2 separate regions of the Sus scrofa genome follow, and region 1 is linked to region 2. Evidence: chromatin contacts called from public Hi-C data. All regions are on one chromosome and are shown on one strand. The core of a region is the stretch at or near the end of the contact, and the rest is flanking DNA. Distances in the headings are between cores, read along the strand shown. Region 1 overlaps LOC106509892 (a long non-coding RNA gene). Region 2 overlaps OSR1 (protein odd-skipped-related 1).

Region 1 (3,886 bases), core at 254-2,753, 250 kb after region 2:
TGTGTGGAACAAATAAGTATATAGAGTCTTCTTGAAAAGTCCTAAAAGGAGACCCACAATGATTATCTTACAAAGTGTCCACCTTTGGATAAAATCTACATTTCAGCTGCTATTTATTAAATAGCATAAGATTTATCTTTGAATGCTATCTTATCTCTTATAAGCGAAGACCAGAGCCTCCTCTGCTAGGACTGTAGGCTGGGGAGCCAAGGACTAGCGTTCCTAAAATTAACCATGCTTGTGGTTCATTGTTTGAGCCAGCCGTGTTCATTTTCCTTCCTTGTCCTAGATTTACCAGGTTGTGAAAAGAGGTTAGACCAGAAGATCCTGAAGGATTCTCATTATCTGTAATTTTTTATAATTAATTAATTAGCTTATTTGTTTATTTGGGGGGGGACTTAAAAACAGTATTATTCTTTCTTAAAACTAATTTCTTTATTTTTATTATAGTTGACTTACAGGATTGTGCCAATTTCTGCTGTACAGCATAGTGACTCAGTCATACATACATGCACATAGTATCTTCCATCATGTTCTAGCCCAAGAGTTTGGATACAGTTGCCTGTGCCCTGCAGTAGGACCTCATTGCCTCTCCATTCTAAATGGAATAGTTTGCATCCTCCAACCCCAGACTCCCCGTCCATCCCACTTTCATTATCTTTAATATTTTTTTAATTTGTTTCATGGAATCAGGTAGGAAGTAAAGGCATATAATTGTCGTAAAGTCGTAAAGGCATATGATTGTCATACAGTCGTAAAGTCGTAAAGTCAAGGCATATACAGTCTGTGTATTGTTACACAATACGTAAAGTAAGTAAAGGCATGTAACAATATAGGAGTCAGAGATCCCTAGCCTACGGCATCTACTGCTCAGCCTTGCTGCTTCTTTTTCCTTTTAATGGGGCCCTTTTGCTGTACTGCTTGTAGCTCATATATGTTCCTCTCCTCACAATCCACTAGATCCACGAGAGTGACATCTCCGGATTCCTCTCTACTACCCTCATCTCTGTTTTCTAACTCTTGGAACTTCTCAGCCTCGAAGCAGTTTGTTGGCTCTGAGCTAGGTCTCTGTTTACTTGGTGTTTTCCATCATCTGGGAATTCTCATTCGGGACTCTCTGTTCTGTGTTCATCAGCTCCCCGGCCTCTGTGGGCTCAGCCTCCTCGCTGATTATTCGATTGCATGGTTTCCCTTCATGGCTCATCTTTTTTCATTTGTCTCATGTTCATGTCAGTATATTTAAGCTCAGGCCTGGTATTTCTGGATCCTTTCTAACAAAACTCTGTTTATTTTTTCCTTTCTTCTTTCTTTGTTAGATCATCTGTGCCTTTTTCATAGTTTCACTCCACTGGCAATCGCAGAGAATTTATCAATGCAGTTTAAAAATTCCCCATTTGTTTACTGGAAACTTCCTTTTCATTCAAGGTCTTCTTATTCTCAGAAGGTGTCATCTTGCATAGAACATCTCTCAGTTTCTGAAGCTTCCCCATAAAATGGAGGAATAAAGTGCCTCAGTACCGGAGGCAGAATTTCTGAAATGACCTCCTCCTCCTTGAGAGGCTCTGACCTAATTTTCCAGGCCTGTGAGTATGACGATGTTTCTATCACGCTTGTGATTTCGTGCTTTGCCAAATGGCACAGTTGCCCTTGAAATAGAGATTATTCAGGTGGGCTTGATATAACCATCAGTCCATAAAAGCTGAGGGCGGAGTCAGAGACCTTTGAAGGATGAGGACTGGACATGCCATAGCTGCCATGGTGATGGAGGGGCCTTGATGAAAGCACCAGGGGGAATGTGGGTGGCCATGGAACAGACAGTAACTCTGGCCAGCAGCCAGCAAAAAATGGGACCTTCTTCCAGCAACCAGCAACCACGAGAGAGTAAATTTGGCCAAAAACCTGAAGGAGTTTGAAAGTAGATTCTTTCCCAGAGCCCCACCTGCCCCCACCCTGACTTTGTCCTGTGCGATCCTAAGCAGAGAACCCAGTTACATGGGGCCCAGACCTCTGATCTACTGAAACGGTGTCACAATGACTTAGTGTTCCTTCAAGCCAGTAAGCTTGTGGTAATTTGTTACACGATAGGAAATGTTACCAGCTATTGTGCTACTTTGGTGCTTTTGTCTGCTTGCCTCTGAATTCAGTACCTACAAAAGTGAGATCTTCAGCTTTACTGAATTAAAGTTTTTTCAAATCACAAGATCTCCTCAATACTGAGGTTAGGAGAACCTTCCAAATAATCTTTTAAGTAGTTCTAATTTAGAATTGCAATATGGCTATATGTGAAGAGAACTGTGAACAGTCTGGCAGTTTCTTCTATTGAGATAACAGTAGCTTAAATCTCTGAATTAGTCAATTATACCCTAAACTCAATGATGCAGTGAAGGGTAGGGGGAGGTGGGTTTGGAAAGTGGTTGTGAATTATGCTGGACCAGTCATGTGCAAAACAAGAGTCTTAATGGAATTCTAAAAGTAGTTACGAAAAACAGTAAGGACAATTTGAAAAGGTAAAAATAGATAAGTAGTACAGAGTCAGAAATATTGTAGATAAGTTGCTGGATAAATTCTGAGAATTGATTTGAACTACTTACAAAATAGCCATTGCTTGTAGAGATAAGGGAATTTAGGTTGGAGAGAAAAAGTTTATGTATTTAGACAAACTCCAGGTATCATCTTTCTTGTCTTTTCTTTCTGCCTCACTATAAATTGAAGAATAAACTAGGAAATTGTAGAACTAAATTGTGCCTTTACTCTGATCATTTGACTCTGTGAATATTAAACACAAGTTAACAGAAGAAGATTAAACAAAGATAAAAGAAAGCTAGCTGTAGAGAATTCCACATCAAATTGCTCTGAAGCTTTGAAACTCTCAAGAGGAATTTTACCTTTAAAAAAATTAATAAAATATAAGTTCAAATTTCTTGCTTCTGAATAAAGTTGAAAATATTCAATTTGGAAAGCATCTTCTTTGAAAGAGAAGATCTAAAGATATCAGAAATCAAGATTTCAAGTTAATATTTTGGAGGGTTTTTTTTCAGCTATGCCTGAGGCATATGGAAATTCCTGGGCCAGGGATCAAACTCATGCCACAGAAGCTACCCAAGCCCTTGCAGTGACAATGCCAGATCCTTAACCTGCTGTGCCACTAGGTAACTCCATGGTAACTCACTTTTTTTTTTTTTTTTTTTTTTTGCCTCGCCCACAGCATTGGGAAGTTCCTGGGCCAGGGACTGAACCCTTACCACAGCAATGACAATGTAAGATCCTTAACCACTAGTCCACCAGAGAACTCTGCTGGAGATTTTTTTTTTCTAAGTGTTTTCATTTCTGTAGATCTCAAAATTGCTTATCACTCATATATCAAAAATTGTCATTTTGTAAACTATGTTGTTTTTATAGAAATAAAAATATAATAATGTGCTAGTCCAGTCATATTTGTGGCCCATGTCTAGCAAATACCAAGAAGACAAGCAATCACTGAAACTAGGGAGTTGAAATCTCAGACTGTGAGAGAGATGAATGGTTGTATTCAGAAGTTTCCTCAATTTCCCTGCTATTTGGCAAAGTCAAGTTGTGACTTCTCCTAAACTCATCCTAAAATAAATCTCTGGCTGGGCATCCCCAGGGAGACTGTGGCAGTTCCTTGTGGATTCACAGGGTTTTCAGTGAATGAGAGCATGGGAGATCACTGACCTGGGCCGATGGCTCAGGGAGCTGAGAGCACTAACAGAAACCTGAAGTATGAATACTGCCGGGTCAGGTGAGGTGGGAAAGTGAGGAGGAAGAGCGTTCCAGGTAGAGAAAACAGAGAGAGTTGTACATGGCTCCCATCACTTATTTCCCAGATGGTGATGATGCCAAGTAGGGTGAAAACAATGCCTTCTGT
Region 2 (3,955 bases), core at 22-2,521:
TGGACGTTTCTGTGCTGATGGACGTGTGTGACATGTGATTGTTGAGCATTTGAAATGAGCAACTAGTGTGACTGAGAAAGTGACTTTTTGGCTTTGCTGAATTTTAATTTTAATAACCACCTGTGGCTGGGGGCTCTCCTCTTGGACAGCACAGCCCCAGCAGGTTTGCCACTCAGGTCCCCTCCCTGACCTTCAGCATTGACTCAGGCCTTGTAAAGAGGCAGGGGCTGGCCCCTGGTTGGGAAGGTGGTACCTCAGCTGAGCTAGACCTGCGTTGGGTTCAGATGGATCAGATGGTGCCCCAGTGTCTCCCTCACCTCTTTACTGCAGCCTCAAACTCAGCGTTTGCCAGCTGCACACTAGGAACCCACAAGCTCCTTCCTTTTGAGGGCAAGCGCCTCACTGCAGTGGGAAGGGATCTTGGATAACTGTTTATACCATTGCATCATTTTGCAAGGATTAACTCTGTCTGTTTTTGCCCTTAGATATATTCACTCCAAAGAGAAGCCTTTCAAGTGTCAAGAGTGCGGGAAAGGATTCTGCCAGTCCAGGACTCTCGCTGTCCACAAGACGCTACACTCACAGGTGAAGGAGCTCAAAACCTCCAAGATCAAATGCTAAATAGAGCCTCCAGGGCACCAGGACCCTGGGTCTAGCCACCCCCTCCTCCAAAGGGACAGAAGCCGAAGGCGACTCTGGCGGGCAGCGGGAGGGGCTCCCTGGACCTTCCCCGTCCCAAACGTGTCCCCTGGGTCCCCGGCGCACGCGGAACTCCAGAGCCTCGCCCCGGGCCGTGACCCCGGCCGCCCGGGCGGCTCCCCCAGGACGCGGCTAAACTCTTGGCCAAAAGGCGGTACTCACGTGGCGGAAGGGAAACTGCATTTAAAAAAGAACGAAAGCTTCGCGGAGCCGCAGCGGCGCCTCTCCCAGAAGTATTACTTTTTCTATTGTTATTTTATACGTTTTCTTTATTATTTTTTTTCTTTGACCATATAAGCTTGTAACTCTGACGGCGGAGAGCGAGGGGAGTGGGAAGGAAGTTCTGTGCTCTCGCAGCTTCCAACCCCTCCTCCCGCCCCCCTCCCCACCCCCGGGAGCCTGCAAAAGTGTAATCCCTGTATCTGCTTCGGCGGCCGGCCCCGGGATCCCGGGGCCGGGGAGCGCCCTCCCAGCTCCCGCCGCGCAGCGGGCGGTGGGCTCCTGGACTCGGAGGGCGGGGAGGGAGCCTGGGGCCCTGGGGCTGGAGGGGCCGGGCTTCCGGCTCCCCTGTTCCGCCGCCCCGTCACCTCGAGCGAGCAGCGGGCCAGGAGCAGGGCGATGGATTGCGATTGGCACTTTATGCTGACCATCGGTAACGGACATTTATCACTGGAGTTTTTAAAAAATATTAAATAAACGGCTATTTTACAGGCATTGCAGGATGGGTAATTTCCCTCCCCAACGCAGAAAACTGGCGGTCCCTTTCTTTGAGGCGAGCGGGGTTTCGCTGCCCATCCCAATCTGTCCCACTTCCAGAACCTTCCCCTTTTGGGGGTCGGCGGTTTGGCGTGGGTGCAGAAGCTCTCCTCCCTCCCGGTGTTGGCCTACCTCGGACCCCACCCGAGTTTACTTTACTTTTCTCCCCCACTTCGGTTTTAGGGTCTCAGTCTCCCCACTTCGAATCTCCCCATCAAAAGCTTCTGAGTTTACAAAGAAGCCGCTACTCCAGCCCTGGGAAATCTCAACCAGGTGCAGGGGTCGCTTAGGGTCCACTAAGGGACAGAATGTCACCCACCTTGCCGACCAAAAGTCTCCCTATGGCCTCTTGATTCTACTTCGGGGAGGGAAGGAAGGGCCCTCACGGACAGCCTCCGACGGGTTCAGACCCCTGGGCCCCAATAGGCAGCTGCCTCTGCAAAGCCCCAAACCTACATCCCTCCCGCCTTTACGATGCCCCTGACACAGTTCTCTGGCTGGGCTTGTCCCCAGCCCAGAGCCCGGCTCCACGCCCGCGAAGATTCCCTGCAGTTTTAAAAGCCTTGTCAGGAATGGCGGGGGCGGGAGCGGGCACCCTGGGAGGCCCGGAGAGTTTAGGAGGAGAAATCTGAGTCCGCCCTCCACGAGTTGAACCATCCCTGGGGCGCCTAGTTTTCCCACAATTAGAGGCCAGGCCGCCGGGGGCTCTCCTGCTTGGGGCGGGGCGGGGCTCCCCCAGCTCCAGCATCCTGACCGCGCGGCGGCGCAGGCGGTGGCGCCCGCGGCCTTTCCCGAGCCGAGCGCAGCCTCTGTGCTCGGCACTCGGCGGCTGCGGAGACCGCTGCGCCGAGCTTTCTTGCAACGGCGACCCCCAGTCCCAGCCTCAGGCAGGGCCCTCTGGTTTGAGAAAGAGGGCGGCTAGGGCTGTGGAAGTTAAAGTGCTCTAGCCTTTCGCTGCCCGTTCCCACCTCCTCTGGGGATGCCTCCTCGCCCTCGGCGGGCTTGAACTCTGCGGTTCCAGAACCCGGTTTATCTCTGTGGCCTTGGCCGGGACGGCTTGGAAGTGCAGCATTCGGAGCCACGCTGCCCCCTGCTGGACAGGCCTGGAGGGGCGGCCCGGGGCCCTTCACTGTACCCTGCCCACAACCCGGAGTAACTCTCCGCCGCGGCCCCTATGCGGGGCCCGATCTTGCCCGCAAAAACCTTCCTGGCTTGTCCCAGGACCCACTGCGAACGAGGGGCTGGGCGCTGCCGGTTCGGGACCGGCCTATGTGATCCCCGATAATCGAGAAAGATCCCAAGCCTTTTTAATCTCGAGTCCGAAAGAGCGAATGGAGTCCAGATCCCAGAGAACTGGGCACGAGGAGGGAGAGTTAATGCGTACTGGGCATCGATTGCTTCAGCCTGAGCGGGCAGCGCAGGCTGTGGTATGGGTTATGCACTTGGCCTCCGCTTGTGCCAGAGCCCAGGGCAGAAGCCACATCCATTTCTCTGCTAGTCCCTTGAACAAGATGAGAACAGTGCGTGGGTACACACACACACACACACACACACACACACACACACACACCTGCAACCCAGGGCTTTGGGCACCTCTGAGGACCTGAGAGCCTCGCTCCTCCTTTTACTCTTTTTGAGGTTCCATCTTTCCCAGGGATTGACCACTGCTGCCTGCTCTGTCCCTTACATTGTGCTTGACTGCCACCACCCCGGGACACACAGAACCTCTGCCAGGACTCAAGGACTATAAAGACTGGGGAATGCCAGGGAGAGTTTTCCTTTCTTGCCTACCCCACCTCTGGTACCATCAATCCCCACCCCTCCATCCCTAGGCCCTGCCTTGGAGAGACTTTCCCTATCAAGTGTGCATTTTTGGAAGAATGAATCCCTAGCGCAGAGGCTGCGGGGTGGGGGCGGGGTCAGTGCTGGGAGTGGGGCGGGGTGCTGCTCAGAGACCTCCAGTGTGTTCACAGTACCTCTGCAATCATCCTGGTGGACCAAGAAGCTACTTCTCAGCGTAGCTCGCTGCAGTCTTTACTCGTGGCAGTGATTCATAGACTGTGCAGTAACAGTGACAGAGAAAGGGCAAGCCTGAGCCCGGGGCCACCAGACCCCACACCCTGTCATACTCTGTGGGTCGCGCGAAAAGGCAATGGAGGCAGTCGGAAATGTTGGGTGGGTTTTATTGCCTGTCCACTCTGTAGGTGGCCAATTTTTCTCAGCTACACCTCTGGAGGATTCCTCCTCCCCTCCACTGCCCCCCCACCCCCGTTTTCAGACATTAAGCTCCTTTGTCTTGCGTGCCCAGCGTGGCTAGGGCCGGGTTACAGGAGCAGAGGAGGTGAGAGTTCAGCTTGGGCCCTTCCCAAAGCTGCTAGGCCTGCGATTTGTGTCCGGTGCAGGGGACGAGGGAGCTACCCGGCTAGACTTCTTTGCTTGGGCGGCTAGAAGGCGCGAGAGACCCTGGGCGCAGCCTGGAGCTTCCCAGCGCTATCTCTGG

Evidence for each region. Hi-C and Micro-C count contacts between places; a contact is called where the count stands out from the background.
Region 1: a Hi-C map of retroperitoneal adipose tissue shows a contact between it and region 2, with 1.6 times the contacts expected there. A contact is called at or near these places in 3 of 47 Hi-C or Micro-C datasets (mesenteric adipose tissue, retroperitoneal adipose tissue and skeletal muscle) and 1 of 2 datasets of targeted methods (skeletal muscle).

The regions. Positions count from the first base shown.
Region 1 is chr3:119,017,693-119,021,578 of Sscrofa11.1, forward strand. All of the region lies in intron 5 of LOC106509892 (a long non-coding RNA gene), which reads right to left. Among named protein-coding and RNA genes, the nearest start is that of RDH14, 430 kb to the right of the region's middle.
Region 2 is chr3:118,763,695-118,767,649 of Sscrofa11.1, forward strand. OSR1 (protein odd-skipped-related 1) reads left to right here. Exons shown (of 7, transcript XM_021087818.1): 7 at 486-1,413. The coding sequence ends at 621. It overlaps LOC106509896 (a long non-coding RNA gene), which reads right to left. Exons shown (of 2, transcript XR_002342968.1): 2 at 3,621-3,955. Among named protein-coding and RNA genes, the nearest start is that of OSR1, 400 kb to the left of the region's middle.